Linked DNA regions of Mus musculus: all the other regions are linked to region 1. The links are chromatin contacts, called in public Hi-C and HiChIP or PLAC-seq maps. All regions are on one chromosome and are shown on one strand. Each heading gives the region's core, a stretch centred on a gene start, on an enhancer-like site or on the middle of the called end of the contact. The rest is flanking DNA. Distances are from core to core; before and after follow the strand shown. Region 1 overlaps Rnf150 (ring finger protein 150). Region 2 overlaps Rnf150 (ring finger protein 150). Region 3 overlaps Rnf150 (ring finger protein 150).

The links. A called contact is a pair of places that touch in the nucleus more often than the background predicts. HiChIP or PLAC-seq counts read pairs in DNA pulled down with a chosen protein or histone mark.
Region 2: an H3K4me3 HiChIP or PLAC-seq map of bone marrow-derived macrophages shows a contact between it and region 1, with 7 times the contacts expected there. The contact joins two enhancer-like sites. A contact is called at or near these places in 1 of 15 datasets of contacts at CTCF or cohesin (large pre-B cells), 7 of 484 Hi-C or Micro-C datasets (the Ba/F3 cell line, the HPC-7 cell line, bone marrow-derived macrophages and 3 more), 5 of 115 datasets of contacts at active chromatin or transcription factors (the 230-238 cell line, the HPC-7 cell line, bone marrow-derived macrophages and 2 more) and 2 of 9 other capture datasets (bone marrow-derived macrophages and embryonic stem cells).
Region 3: a Hi-C map of bone marrow-derived macrophages shows a contact between it and region 1, with 39 read pairs. The contact joins two enhancer-like sites. A contact is called at or near these places in 2 of 484 Hi-C or Micro-C datasets (both in bone marrow-derived macrophages), 4 of 115 datasets of contacts at active chromatin or transcription factors (the HPC-7 cell line, embryonic stem cells and fibro-adipogenic progenitors) and 1 of 9 other capture datasets (embryonic stem cells).

Annotation. Positions count from the first base shown.
Region 1 is chr8:82,914,274-82,919,310 of GRCm38.p6, reverse strand. The region is part of intron 1 of Rnf150 (ring finger protein 150); the gene reads right to left. It also overlaps the pseudogene Gm46045. Among named protein-coding and RNA genes, the nearest start is that of Rnf150, 53 kb to the right of the region's middle. Within about 2 kb of position 2,265, at least 58 of the 459 cell types and tissues checked have an H3K27ac peak or open chromatin away from gene starts, as enhancers often do. A contact at or near this core is called in the Ba/F3 cell line, the HPC-7 cell line and bone marrow-derived macrophages, where this site is marked.
Region 2 is chr8:83,084,799-83,089,835 of GRCm38.p6, reverse strand. Rnf150 (ring finger protein 150) reads right to left here. Exons shown (of 7, transcript NM_177378.4): 7 at 1-5,037. Among named protein-coding and RNA genes, the nearest start is that of Tbc1d9, 78 kb to the left of the region's middle. Within about 2 kb of position 3,010, at least 47 of the 459 cell types and tissues checked have an H3K27ac peak or open chromatin away from gene starts, as enhancers often do. A contact at or near this core is called in the Ba/F3 cell line, the HPC-7 cell line and bone marrow-derived macrophages, where this site is marked.
Region 3 is chr8:83,045,172-83,050,208 of GRCm38.p6, reverse strand. The region is part of intron 6 of Rnf150 (ring finger protein 150); the gene reads right to left. Among named protein-coding and RNA genes, the nearest start is that of Tbc1d9, 120 kb to the left of the region's middle. Within about 2 kb of position 3,063, at least 8 of the 459 cell types and tissues checked have an H3K27ac peak or open chromatin away from gene starts, as enhancers often do. A contact at or near this core is called in bone marrow-derived macrophages, where this site is marked.

The sequences.
Region 1 (5,037 bases), core at 1,016-3,515:
GACCTATGATAGGAAAATAATAATAATAATAATAATAATAATAATAATAATAATAAATCTGATTCCTAATGATATTCTTATATACTCATAAATTAGTGGCTAGCCCAATTGTCATCAGAGAGGCTACTGCAAGCAGCAGATGGGAGCAGATGCAGAGATCCACAGTAAAACACTTGGAGAGAGAACCCAAATTATTCATCTCCATAGGGCTCCTAACCTTGGAACTTGGGGAATAACACTGAAGGAGCGGGGAGAATTGTAGGAGCCAGAGGAGTGGAGGACATCAAGAGAACATGCTGCATAGAATCAGCTAAGCAGGACTCATAGAGTCTCACAGAGACTGAAATAGCAAGCAAGGAGCCTGCATGGGTCTGTGCTAGGTCCTCTGCATGTATGTAATGGTTCAGCTTGATGTTTTTGTGGAACTCTTAACAGTGGTAGCTGGGGTGTTTTTACTTTCATCTGCTCTTGGGACCCTATTCCTAGTAATGGTCTGCTTCACCCAGCTTTGATATGAGGGTTTGTGCCTAGTCTTGTTGTATCTTGTTAGGCTATGTTCAGTGGATGTTCTTGTGAGGCTTGCCATTTTCTGAGGGGAAATGGAGGAGGAGTGGATCTGCTGAGGAGGGGAGGGGGATCGGGAGGATGGGGAGGTGGGAAGACTGGAGGGAGGAGAAACTGTGGTCAGGACAGATGAAAAGAAATTCTTTTGAAGGAAGCAAAGATGAGTGGAAAGCTATCTAAAAAGGCCAATAGGTGCATAAAATAAGAAAATCCACGTCTCCAAAGAAACGCATACGTTCCCGATGTATTAATTTAACACGTTTATATTAAGATGACTAAATATCAGCATTATTTCCCCATATAAAGGAAATGTTTCCTTAAAGGAAACCGAGACAATATACATCTTGTCCTTAAATTAATACATATTTATTGTAAATATTTGGAAGATAAACAAAGGAGGAAAGAAGAAAATCTATTAAGGAGAAGCAGAAGGAGGTGGGGAAAAGAAAAAAGAAACTTCAGTAGCAACCCCACTCTCTGGGGACAAATAACAGAACATTGAGCAGCACTTAAGACTGAAAGGCACCCTGGACCATGACTCTTCCTTTTTCCCCATCAAGTGTTCTGAAAGCACACTTCAGTAAGTACGCCATCTCTGACATCATGACACATGACTGCATGACATTCTCTTTTGTGTGTGGCAACACACATTGTAAAACTGCAGGAGCCTGTGTGCACATGAGGAAGCCAGATGACAAGTGCCACTCCCATTCCCCAAGAACGCTGTCTGCTTATACCTTCCAGGTAGATAGAATCTCTCACTGGCCTAGAGCTCACACTGGAGGCTTGGCTGGCTGTCCAGTGAGCCCCAGGGATCATGCTGTGTCTAGCCTGTCAGCACTGGGATTGGAAGAATGTGCCCTGGAGCCCAGCTGTGACTGTGGGTCCTGCAGTCCTTGTACTTACATGTTAAACACTTCACCAGCCAAACCATTTCCCCTGTCCCATGCACGCTCTTTTTAGCGAGTACAATACAATGAAGGGCATGGGTCTGAAGCCAGACTGTCACTCCTCAATCTAGCCATGATATCACATTGGCAAGCAACTAAACTGCCCCATGACTCAATTTCCTTTGTCTTAAAGAAGCAGTGATGACCACTTCCCAAGATGGTTATGAGGATCAAGAAGATCTTGTCAATGAAATCTTTAGCTTAGTGTCAACTATACCATACCGTACTTAGCATAGGTTACTAACAGGTTTCTCATCTGCTGGAGTCTCTCTGTCCCCACACAGCTAAACAGTGTTGTGAAAGCATTAAGCTTGTCTTTATGGGAACTGAGTTTCCAGTGCCTGTCAGGATCCAAGCATAATGAACTGAGTGGTTATCTGGCTGGCTAGCTGTGTTAAACCCTTCCTTCCTGCCAGGAACTATTAGTTTTAGCAAACAGGAATACATACAACATCTGCATAAGACAGTAGGCTCACCTTGAGCTTCTTTGCAGTGTTTCCAGCATCTTTCTCTCCCCTGTATCCTCTTGTTCTTTCAATTGTTCAGTTTAAATCAACTTTCCCCAAAGCCTTGTTTCAAAATCTGCTCTGCAGTCCCCATCCTTTCCTGCAGTTCTCCTTCTCAGTTCAGGTTTGTTGGTCAGCAATAAGCTGTCCACATCATCAAGTCACTCACCCTAATCACCAGCCTCGAAGTCTCATCCACTTATCTATTTCAGACACACAGTTCAGTGGTTTGGGTTTTGGCAAAGTCTAAATATGCTATGCCCAAAGAAACTGTTCCTGGACATAATGAGTCATCAAACTGGTTCATTTCCTAATGGTTTGGGTTTGTTTTCAACCACACACACACACACACACACACTCATTTCTAATAGACTGTATGTTTTTCTTAGAAGTTTATTGTTTTTACCAGGGCCCAATTCTCCTATATGTTTTTATAATTCTTTCTGTTTACAATTGTCTACTTTTTTCTTTTTTCTTTGCAGCAGCAGCTTAAAAAATCCCAACAACTTAAAATTCCAGTTTTAGGTGACCATTCAGATGGCTGAGTGGCTAAGAGAAATTGCATGGGACCTGAGTTTGGCTCTTAACACACACTGGTCAGCTCATAGTAGCCTGTAGCCTCAGATCTAGGAACTAACATTCCATAGTTAAAAATAAAACTACATCTTTAAGAAAAATTCTATTTACTATCAATTGCACATGAAGAACTCTGGAATTTGTCTATTCTTACAGATAAAACATGAGCTTTATCTGTAAGAATAGACAAATGGAAGCAATTTGTCTTACAGTCTCTTTACACAGAACCAGCAGAAATGATTGAAAGCATTCTAAGTGATACAACAAGATGTACTGATCCTTCAAAAGCTAGGGAAAGTAGGTACAATAGATGAATGTAAAATATTCCATCAAATTCATAAGAAGAAGAAGAAAAGAAGGAGGAGGAAATCTGACTTGCATTAGAGAAGATTAATTACAGTATATCAAAGAAAAGCGTGATTAATTCTTAGATTTCTCCTAAGGCAGCCTGTCAATCTGGGCACTCTGTTCTTAGAGACCAGTGATAATCACTCATGAAAACATCGAAGAAATAACACTCTCTTAAAACCCAATGCTTAACTTATTTTATCATACTTTAAGTGAGCCATTAGCAAAGTGACATATTTGAATACATGCTACCTACACTAAAAAAGATTTGAATTAAACAAGCTCTACTTCAGAGGATATACATAAGCCAAATTTCAAAACTGAAGAAATTTTAAAATTTGTTAAAATGCTTAAAGAAAGGGGATAAACCAGGGGAAAGTCACGAGGGTTTTCTGATAGCTTTCTATTTGGTATTAAAAGTATGTTTTAAAAAGTTTTAATGACTCAAATATTCACAAGCTTATGCAAGTAAATATTTCACTATACGAGTCACTAGACAAATAATTTATTTATAGCATATTCCACTTTCTTAAAAAAGTAACTTGAATTAAATATATGCTCTCTACCTTCATTGGCATGAATAAACTATATTTCAAAATCGAAAGAATTCCTTTCGAGAGACTAGGTATTTCAAATTCTACTGAGGCATCTGTGTTTGAATCACTCTTCTTCCTCATCCTATCTAGATTTATGAAAGTTGACTTTTTAATAAACTTAGACATAAACATCTTTGTGCTAAAGTTATTTCATTATGTGAAATTCTTAAAAAGATAAATTTGTAGGAAAATTGTATAAATCCTTTCCAAGACTGTTTTTTTTGGGGAGGGTTGTTTGTGTTTTTCAAGTTTTGAGACAGGGGTCTCACTAAGTGCTCACTCTAGTTCAGTCAGGTCTTGAACACACCAGCCTCCTGCCTCAGCCCCCAAGTAGTTGGGTTACACCCCCATTCTGTCTTGCTTAGTTTTCTCAAGGTTTTTGATAAAAATAAGTCATCTGCCCCACTTTGAGGATGCAAGAACATGTTGATGTGAAACAGATATTATTTTAGTTCCTTAAGGAGGGAAAAATGGGGTCTTCAGTTTAGTGAACCAACTGAGTTTTTAGATCTTGTTCTCTGCAAATTGCTGTGCTGTGCTTTAGACTCACAAAATCCTTTGCAGGTATTTGTAGATTCTAGCTGTGTGTGTGCTTGTGTGCTTGCGTTGACTCCATGTGTACATGTGTGTGCATATTTGTGGTGAGTGTGGGCTTTAAATATAGAAGTGAAATGGTCAATCGTAATGCCTTTTACCTTGTATACATTTTTGGCCATCACATTAGACCAAGATGACTCAGCATTTCTTTGAATTCCTCCCTATTTTATAGTTCTCCTTAATAAACATACATTAAGCATTTGCTGCATATCACCCTCGAGTCTAAGCATTTAGCTCATCATAACCAAGCTACTGCTATTACATCTCTGTGTTAGCTACTTTCATGATTGCCGTGATTAATTACCTAGCATGAAGGAATGTAAGGGAGGGAGAGTTGATTCTGAGTTACAGTGAGAAGGAAGGGATCATTTCTTCATGTGGAGGAAGCCATAGCTGCAGGAGTGGGAGTCTTGCTGGTGACATTGCATCCATAGTCACTGAGCAGAGAGTGAACAGGAAGTGGGAACAGGCTGTAAAACAGGTCCCACATGACTCACTTCCTGTAGACAGGCTCTACCATCTAAAGGTTCCTACCTTCCCAAGTCACACCGTCAGCTGGAACAGCGCTCACAGGGAACACTTCCATTCAAGGCACCAAAAGCCCTGAGAGCTAAGTGCTACTAATTCTCTAGTTTTCAATTAACAAACCCACAGCCACATAGCCAGATAATGGCAGACGCAGAACTTGTACCTTTGTAGATTAAATTACAAGATGTACTCTGTTCTGGCTCTCATAGATGAAGAACTAGGGTGTCTTAGCCTTCATTGGCTCTCTATGTTTCTGTTTGGCCTGGTGCTGTAAGCATTATGCTGTCAATTTTTGATGGCTCAGAATGCCTTGCACATGGGATGGCTTTCCTTCATTATAAAGAGTATCTAATAATAATTATATCATATTCA
Region 2 (5,037 bases), core at 1,761-4,260, 170 kb before region 1:
CGGAGCTGAGCCAAAGCCACACAGAGCAATGCTGACAACACACATCCCAGACAGCAACAGAACACAGCAACGTTTTAAAACAGGCCTGCTTTGAGGTCTCCTACAGCTCTCTAGAGTTCAAGACATTCTCTCTTCATTTGATAACTGCTGGCCAAATTCTCCACTATTGAAGGAATGGTACCGATGAAAATGCAAGACACATTTGTTGACTTGGAAACCCACTGCAAATTAATTTGCTGAAAGTATCAGACCAGCAGAGGGCGCTCTGACCCTTGCAATAAAATTCTACAGACAGGTTCGGAAGACAGCAACACAAATTTGGATTGCTAAGCCCATGCACTGGCCTTCAACTGCTCTGTCCCTAATAGGCGACAATTTGGTATTTACTTCAAAGAGCAGGATACACTACAATGGGCTAGCTCTTACATGAAGAAATCTTTGGCTATTTAAAATCTTCACATTCTCAAAGAAAACTATTCTGAGTTCAATATGAGTGCTAGATTTGTCTGAAGTTTTGAAGTAAAGAGGGTTAAACACGAAAGTTTAAAGATGGCATGTGTGTCACTAAGGCCACAGTCCATTGTTTTAGATTTGTGGATTTATCGAGGCCAACCAGCAGCCTGAAAAAATTGAAATGCCCAAGGGATCCACCTTGACTTTTGTTTGTGAGAACATCAGGAGACAATTCAGCTAGTTCACAGAAGAACATGTGTCCATTTGGATGTTGATCAGTCTTTGGTTTATTTAGCACACACGGTCCTCACATTTTCTCCAAGGTCACTGCTGGCCAAAGAACCGCACACCAGAGAATTTCTACCCAGCAATGACTTTGGGTCACTCAACTGTCTCTCCTTTCTCTGTAGATTTTCCTGTCTGCCTCTTTAGAGGTCTTACAAGAAGCACACTCCCACATCCTCCTCCTTCCCCCCTCCTCCTCTTCCTCTTCTTCCTCCTCCTCCTCTTCCTCTTCTTCCTCTTCCCCCTCATCAATGAACACATATCAAGTGGCTAAAGAGCAAACAGCTCTGCAGTGAGGGTGAGCATCTGTAATGCCACCAGTTTAGAGGATCTGGGCACTGAGGTTCAAGAAAAAGCCATTTGATTATGAAGGACATAGGACAGGGAGAGAGTGAGTGAGTGAGACAGGCTCTTACAGAACAAGGAACTGATTAAATTAATTAAAGTCCACATCTGGGATCTACATTCACTTCATTAGTTATGGGATGATAACACCATGCCACCACGAAGCTCACAGTGGAATAAAATAGTTCCCTATCTACAAGATTTTAACTAGCACTGTCTGACCCTCCTGAGAAAGGCCTGCTGTTGGGAGCCAAGTATCCCAATCTTCTTCACAATCAAGACGTTTTAACTCATGACTATTGACTCCCTTCAACACCTGCTCTCCCTGGGACTCATTGGTAAGTTCCGAGCCCAGGGGAGGGGCAGTTTTCCACATAGACTTTCTCCTTAGCTCACCCTGCTTTGATCTGGGATCTTGCCTGCTGTGGATGTCCTTCAGGGTACTGGTCGTTTCCCTTGTGAAATTCAGCCATCACCCCTGCTCCTCCGTCCTCTCCCAAAATGGACAGAAATACTGCTCAGGAAATCAGGCAGCCCAGTCTTTGAAGGGCAGTGCCTCTGCTCCTCTTTGCCGTACGTTCTTTCCAAGAAGCATGGCTTGCTAAATGTTAAGGACCCTGGGAAGATGGCAGAAACAGGTCACGCAAATCCTGCTCTTGTGCGAATGTGGCCTATTAGGAGGGGACCAAGGAACAGGGTTTAAGGAAATGGGGTGTAAGATAGGGAAAGTGTGTGTGTGTGTGTGTGTGTGTGTGTGTGTGTGTGTGTGTGTGTGTGTGCAAGGAAGGGAAGGGAAATTAAGAATGCTATGGGGGCTGGTGAAATGGCTCAGTGGTTAAGAGCACTGACTGCTCTTCTAGAGGTCCTGAGTTCAATTCCTAGTAACTACCTGGGGACTCACAACCATCTGTATCTGGGATCTGATGCCCTCTTCTGGCTTGCAGGTGTACATGCAGATAGAGCAACTCATACATTTAATTTTTTTTTTTTTCTTCTACAGGACATCATCTCCCTGGCCTCAGTACCTCAGCACTGCAGAGACTGGACCTTCTCTTTGTAGATTGCATGATGATCTTTCCTAAAATTTTTGAAAGTTTTTATTTGGTAATTTTCATGGTGTTCAGCCAAGGATATGCATTCAGTGGACAACTAAATGCCATTAAATGCTTATGCAATCTACTTCAGCACCAACTAAGCTTACACCAAGAATCTTAGGCAGACTGATGTTCTCTTTTGGTTCTGGAAGTGTTGTAGTCCCAGGAATGTCTGGGCTGTAAAGAAAATGGCCACTGGGCACAGCCATTCTTAACAGGCTAGACCCTTGAATACCCACAGATGAAAATGTTAAAGCAACAACAACAACAACAACAACAACAACAACAACAACAACAAATCTCTGGAGAGAGACTTGCTTCCATGGCCAGGATGTCACACACAATGTTGAAATAGCTAGGTGCCTCTGGTACTCCTCCCCACCTCTGCCCCTGCCTCCACCCAGTATTTGTCTCTGTAGCTGTCCCAGAACTTGCTTCATAGACCGGGCTGACCTCAAACTCACTGAGATCCACCTGCCTGAGTGCTGGGTTCAAAGGTGTGAGCCACCACTGCCTGATTGCCTCTGATACCTTATCATCTCCTGTCTCCATACTATATCCATCCCTTGGGTGTGTGACCAGAACTGACCTTGAAGGCCCTGCCAGACCCAAGGCTGTTCTTAGGAGGCAGCAGCCCTTTAGAAGGATTAACCACGCAGGAGGAAGCCATTCTGAAAGTGACTCTGAGGGAGTTCAGGGCTCTTTTCCTCTCTCAACCTTGGACAAAGCTGAAGAGAAAGCTGCTCGCCATTCACCACATAGAGGCTGGATGGCCACAAGCTCAGAGATCCTTTCTCGGCAATGCCACACAGACCGGGTATGTGGCTCGGCCTGCGGTTTCCTGCGCCTTTCCTGTCTCTGAGTTCTACTGCTTTAGAACGGGGCAGCCACAGGGATGAAGAACTATGGGTTGAGGTAAATTCTCTTTGGCTAAGTGTCACATTAAGAGTCTTGGGATTAGTCATAGAAGTGAGGGGTGTAAGTCTCTCACATGAGTCTCAGGGTTTGTCATAAAAGTGAGGGTGTAATTTTATTTCAGCACCAAATCAGCATGGTTGGTTGTCTTGTTGTTTTTTAACAAACAGCTCGTCAGAGAAGCAACAGTTGCTGAGGACAGTGGACACTGTGTTTAGAAAGTTGATAAAGGCTATTTGAACCGCTATTACTTATGGAATAAGAACATCCCTGGCTGTCTCCTTAGGTAACTTGGCTAAAGTCTGTTTTTCTTTTGGGGAAAACCTGAGGTAATCTTATCCTTTTTCTCCTGTCACAGTCAGGAGAGCACTTGTAAGGATTCTGGAACATTTCTTGGGCTGTGCTGCCCGGCTGGTGGCCACTAGGCACATGTGGCTACGGAAAGCTTGAACTGTGGCTAGTAATAATGATGATGTGCTGGGCGTGTAAAAGACAGCAGATTTAGAATAGGTAACAAAGAATAGAGGAAAATGTTTTCCTGACACCCTACATCATTTGCACATCAAAACAATAATAATATTAGATTAAACTGCTATTAAATAATTTCCACCTGTTTCCTTTTTGCTTCTTAAAATGTGGCTATCGGGAGTTAGAAAAAAAAATGCATGTGACTTGGGCTGTATTTCTGTTGGACAGAGTTGGTGCACCACTTGCTCCAGAAAAATGCATGCCTGTAAATGCATAGTCAGTGGGCACTCCTGGGCTGCATAGCCACGTGTGGCTCACTGGGTCCTCAGGTCAGGGCCTCCTCATCACGGAAGGCAGCAGCAATGTCTATAGTAAGAGCTTTGCCAGTTATCTCAAGAGGAAAAACTTTCTTTTAATCTTTCTTTTGCCATGAAGGTCACAGGGAAGCCCTTCAAAACTCTTTGGTAAGCAGAGACTGTCAAAGGCTCAGGGAGTTTGCCACAGGGTCTCCTTGGAGTCAGATCAACAGGCTAAGGGTGGGCCTCTTGGGCTCCTTAGCATCCTGTAGGGTATTAGGTCAAGGACTTGCTTATATAATCAGCGTTTACCTGGCCACTGGCCAGAAAACACCTACCAGATCTTTTTCTGTCTGGTCATGCAATGTAATTTTGTATTTCTCTTGTTGTTGAATTACCCCAATGTCATTAGACTAAATATTAAAATTTCCTTTGTGACTCAGTTGTTTTCACAACACAGATCCCCCCTGGAGAAGTGCAGATGTGTCACCTGAGACAGAGGGGACAGTGAGACTCATCTTCGAAACTTCATTGGAGAGAGTCTGGTTTAGCACTCACCTGCTTCCTCGCTACGAAGCATCTCAGGCCTTGGAGGCGGGCATTAATTATGGGATGTGCTAGACCTTTGACAGAGGTGATTTTTCTGAAGCTTGTTATCATTTTCCTTGCCTTGCTCTCTACCATCGAATAGGAATGCATTAAAAGTAGAAAGAAAGGAAGGAAGGAAGGAAGGGAGGGAGGGAGGGAGGGAGGGAGGGAGGGAGGGAGGAAGGAAGGAAGGAAGGAAGGAAAAGGAGCAGTGGAGAATTCCATCGCCCTGGACTCAAAATTCCAGTGGGCAGCATGGATTTACAGCTCACGAATGTTTGAAAGATATTAGTGTAATGAGGTGGAAAAGCTCAAATCAAATACATAAATACAGCTCAGTGGGAAGAGCTTGCTTTCCTGATAATCCCTGCTCTGTATGACCTTGCCAACTGCTAGGGAGGAGGAGGAGGAGGAGGAGGAGGAGGAAGAGATCCTTCTGATTGTCCAGAGGGACACAGGTGGCCACCTATGTCTCTGGAATTGCTGCATGTATCACAATACTGTCTACTCAAAAGACAGCACACTTTTGTTATTGTTTCAGACAAAAAGAGAATAAAATCGTAAACCACTTTATAGTACGGTGGGTTTTGATA
Region 3 (5,037 bases), core at 1,814-4,313, 130 kb before region 1:
TTGTTGACTTTTCCCTCTGTAATTCTGTGACTTACTGGACCCCCAGCCTCTGAACTGTTAGAGCCGATCCTTACCTGATCGTCACTTCAACCAAAAGCCTCCTCAGCTGACGCTGCCTTTTTCTCACTCTCCAACTGACAGAACTTTGGCATGATTTGACAACTGAAGTGCAAACAGGAATGTGGTGTGTGTGTGTGTGTGTGTGTGTGTGTGTGTGTGTGTGTGTGTGTGTGGTGTGTGTGTGTGCATGCATGCCTGTTATAATGTGTATATCTGGTGCTGTTGGGACACCCAGGAGGCATGGACCTGCCTGTATGTTTTCCAGCCAGCCCCAACAGGGCTGCTGACTTCCTGCTCAGGGTAACAGTTTTGTAAAAGTACAACTCTGCTCCTTGGCCCTGTCCCCAGCTTGCTCTGGTAACAGCTGCTGAACCATGAGGCAGCATCATGAGGAATTAACCAAATTAGAGATGGTACTGTCTGTGAGAAGCTCAGAGCATCTGAGACAAAAGAAAAAAAAATCCCAGCAACAAAAGGGATTAATCTGTCTGTGCAATCTCTCCGGAGGACAGATTTCTTCTAGATGGATCTTGTGTAAGATCTAGGCACAGCACTTCAAGTGGCAATCTGCGGTTGAAATGAATTAATTTTCTCTCGGACTGTTTGTGAATCTGTGGATTGTTAATTTTCCCGGGCAGAGACAGCAGACACACAAGACTGGAAAATCCTGGGAGTCTGGCCCTGAGTAGACTTTCCGAGATTGGCAAGTGTTTTTCATTGAGGAGGAATGTTGTTGTGGAAAGCCCCGTGGATTGAGGACTGGGGGCCTCCATCTGGGTGCACTTGATGATTTAGGCATTTGCTGGCCGCAAGGCTCTCTGCTCTCCACCACAGCTGTGCCTCTGCTGAGACTGCCCCTGAGCTGGAGAGCTGAGGGCTGATGCTGCTCTAGGGACCTGACACATGGACACTTGGAGACTTGTCTGGAGCGGAGTCTCCAGCTGCAGACACTTCACTTTGTATAAAAGTACTCCACTGTGGCTTGCCGGTTTCCTGGAGAGGGGCTGGTCGTGGGGTCCCTCATCTGAGGCGAGCTGATTGATTCTTTTGTGTGCCACAGTGGAACATGCACACAAATTAAAGTGCTCGTCTTGGCCCCAGAAAATGTGTATCTTATGGACACAGAGGGAAATCAAGCCATGGGGTGATTTCTGTAGTGGAGGATAGCTACTCTGACATTTCTGGTTTTAGTGCCAGAGAGAAAGCGGCTAGAGCCACTCACACCGGCAACCCCGTTGTACAAGTGGCTTGCTTAATTTTCCGTGCCTTTACTTCTGAGCACATGAGTATATCTTATACTCACACAGAGCCTGAAAGGCTACTTTTCAAAAGCAGTGAAGTAGAGTTGCCTATCTGAACTATAATGTGATGGATGTTCATACCAGCACTCTCTAAGTGACTAGATGCCCAGAGTTCAAGGTCAGGCTCCCTGGGAAAGTCCGTATTACAACCCCGACTCTTGTGTTTATGTTCAATTGAGGTCAGAGCAGGCCTCGGGCCATTTCCAGTGATGATAATTACAAGTAGTTCATCAAGTGGTCATTAAAAAAAATCATGGGACTTCAAAAACAGAAGTGAATGTCACTAGGAACCAACAACAAAAAACAAAAAAAGACACTTTTCAGTGTGAAGAGTCTCTAGAGAGCTGTCTGTTGAGTTTTTCCCTGGATCAGAGACAGGGAGTCATTTCAGAGAGAAACATTTACTCCGAAAAAAGTCTGTGGAAGTTTTCTCTATAATTAGTTTGAGGCATGTGTCTCTGGAGGATCCAGGCTGGTCCCTGTGACAATAGCTAGAGCTCATGTGTTACAGCCACTTTAAATACTGCAGTTCCTATGGTCAGCAATAATTTCCCTCTTGTGAACGCAGTTTGGAAAGTATGAATGGCACACACGTGCTTGTGCACATAATACACATGGGGGGGCAGGCATGTGTGTAAGTCTATTCTCCATCTAATGACTGACTTTTTAAATGAGGAGACATCGGTTAAATATGCAGCCCACAGAGAGTATTAACACACCCAGGCATTTCTTTTGTGAGACTATTCCTGTCTTAGTTTCTCCCAAAAAGATGTTGGTAGCAAGGAAGCAGGAGAAAAGGGCTGGGGAGATACTTCAGTGGGTCAAACACTTGCTGTGTACAGTGAGGACCTGAGGTTGAGCCCATGTAAAAAGCTGGACTTGGTAGCTCACCTTTTTAATCCTGATGCTCCTACAGAAAGCTGGAGTTGGAGACATAGAACTCCTGAAGCTCACAGGACAGCTAGCCTGTCACACAAAGCAGCAGCTCACTGTGAGACCTGCCTCAAGGAATGTAAAGGGAGCCCACACACATCTGATGTCCGCACACTGTGGCATGTGTGCACCTGCATTGATACTCTGTCTCAGAGGAACTCCTGAAAGGACGAGAGGCCGCAAGAAACACTGGTTACCAACTGACTCTGGTGTGCACAGGATTCAGAGACCAACGCTAGAGAGCAATCAACACAGATTGATTGTGGGGTACAGGAGTTGGAATGGAAAGGGCACAGAAGGAAACAAAGTTTTTCTTTTAATTTGGCTTTGAGTCTCTTAATTGTCAAGTTAGGAAATAGTCCATGTTTGGGTCTGCTGGAATACTCACCCAGGGGCAGTGGTGGACTGGGGTGGTCTACTCAAGCCATACATTTTACTGGTCAGTAAAACAGAAATAAAAATACATCCTGAAGTTGTCACAGGTCCTGTGTGGACCAAGGTTGAAGGGAAGTTAGCAAAGGAAACCCATTTCACCTTATACTTTAGTTGGCTAAGTTCTGTTAGTCTCCGCACCCACTCACACATATTGCTTCTCCAAGGCCTGAAAGGCATCACTTCTGGTCAGGCCAAGTGCTTTTCAGACTGTGCTGGGCATCTGAGATCGCACACTTCTGCCTGTCTCTGTCCTTCTCCCCCTGGACTGGCTGAGGCGGGCTGCAGCAGGCTGGCAAGTGGATCACAGTCCTTAGGCAGCCTTCTGAAGCTCAGCATTATCACAGGCCTTTGGAGTGCTTCAAAGGGGAAGGAAGGAAGGAAGCAGACTGTGGAGTCAACAACCCTTTGAAAATTAAAGGGAAGGTTTCAGAATTTCCTGGGGCGATGCCAACCGGAGCGCGAGGGATTTGGGAAGGTACAGTCGTCTCCCTCAGCGCCATTCTCTAGCTCCTCTCCGGAGTCCCCAAACACATGGGGATGACTGTTTAGCTGTGTTTCCCTTTGTTCCTAGGACACCTTTTCCCTCAGTGAAAGCAAACCCAACATCGGCAACCAGCGCTTGGGAGCAAGAGGCAAAGGTTTTGGCACGATCAGGCCTGCAGGTAGAGTGTAGCAAGGGACATCTGAACTCCCACCCACAGGACTTAAAAATGAGGTCAAAGGAGAAAGAACGTGGTGTGGACTGCTGTGGCAAGATGACAACAACTAGGCCATCAGGAGCACTGAGAACAGATAACGGAGACTCCCCTTCCCCAGTTGCAAGCCAGGCACTTCATGACTTTGTAAATGCTTTGTTTACTTTCTCCCCCTTTTCTGGGAGCTGAAGATGATCCTTTGATGACATCTTTGGTGGCAATCTGCGTACATTTTCCCGCTAGGTCCTGGCGGGACCTAGCACAGCCATCAGCTCTGTTTGCCTAGGGGAAGGGAGGTAGGAATGACAGTGCCGATGCAGCTGAGCGAAGTGTGGAACTTCTAGGATGCTTGAAGAGGCAAGAGGTGAATAACTATACTACATGGGAAGTGAGCCAGCCAGGGTGCATTCCCTGACTCCACCCTATATATCATCTGACTGTATGTAAGGAGCCAGTGGCTTGTTTTGAATTCCAGATACACCTGTCACTAGAGTATGAACACTGGTCAATTCCATCCATCTCTCAGGATCTCTACATTTGAATCAATGAAAGAAAGATAATATTTACCTCACAAGACTGCTGGGAACAACTGTATGAAATAGGCTTCAAAGAGTGCTGGCTGGGGCCTGTTGCTATGGATTTGTTAGCTGCTACTAGCTCTTTATTTTCTGCAATTCTCTGGCTTGTGCAGATGTAAGGACAGAGAGTTTAGTTTGATACCAAGGTCTCCATTTGACTGTTTGTTTGAGCCTTACAGCAGTATCGTCCCATCTGCTTGCTTTTGCTTGTTGTTCCAGGGATTGAACTTGGAGCCACACCCATGGCCCTCTACACTGAACCCCAAGCATGAAGCACTGAGTCCAAAGTGTCAGACAGCATCACGGAGCTGGTGAAAACAGCAATCAGCATGCGTTCAGCAGCGGGGTTATGGTTGCTCACTTACTGATTTATTTGAAGAGGGCGCTAGAAAACTAGAAAATCTGTACAGAGAATTTTCCCCCTAAGGCAGCTATAGTGTCATTTTGTTTTCCCATTTCTGTTAAATCCAAATAAATAAAACCAATCTGAAGGAGATGGCCTAGGAGAAGGTTTTTCAGGCACCATTCAATTTCTCTGCTGAGATATGAATGCCTCCCGGCACATTCACATTGCCTGTCAATCTTCTGGCACAGGCATGATCCTTTGACCCCACCTGCCCTTTACCGAAGCTTGCTTCTGAAACAAGGCATTTTCCCCCTCTCATTGTGAACAGAAGGTCCCTGCTGCAAGCCTACATTAAACACCTTTGTTGCACAGCCTTCGATAGACATCTAACAATGGCCTGCTTTGACCTGCCCACTCCGATTCTATTTCACTCAAGAAGCTTGAGGGTCATGGACCACATGGCTACAGACTATAATTTTCCATTTTGTTTTGGATGGATTTTTATCCCACAGTGTATTTAGATCTATTTCATTTTGAGTGGTATTTAACCACATTGAATATAAATGCTTTTTCATTTGTTGCCTGGCCTTAATTGAGGTCTGTGACAAGAATGCAACACATTTTCAAATTAAAGAGTCCAATAGTTGATATGTTGTCTTTGGTGAATCAAACTATTGTTCTACTGCAAG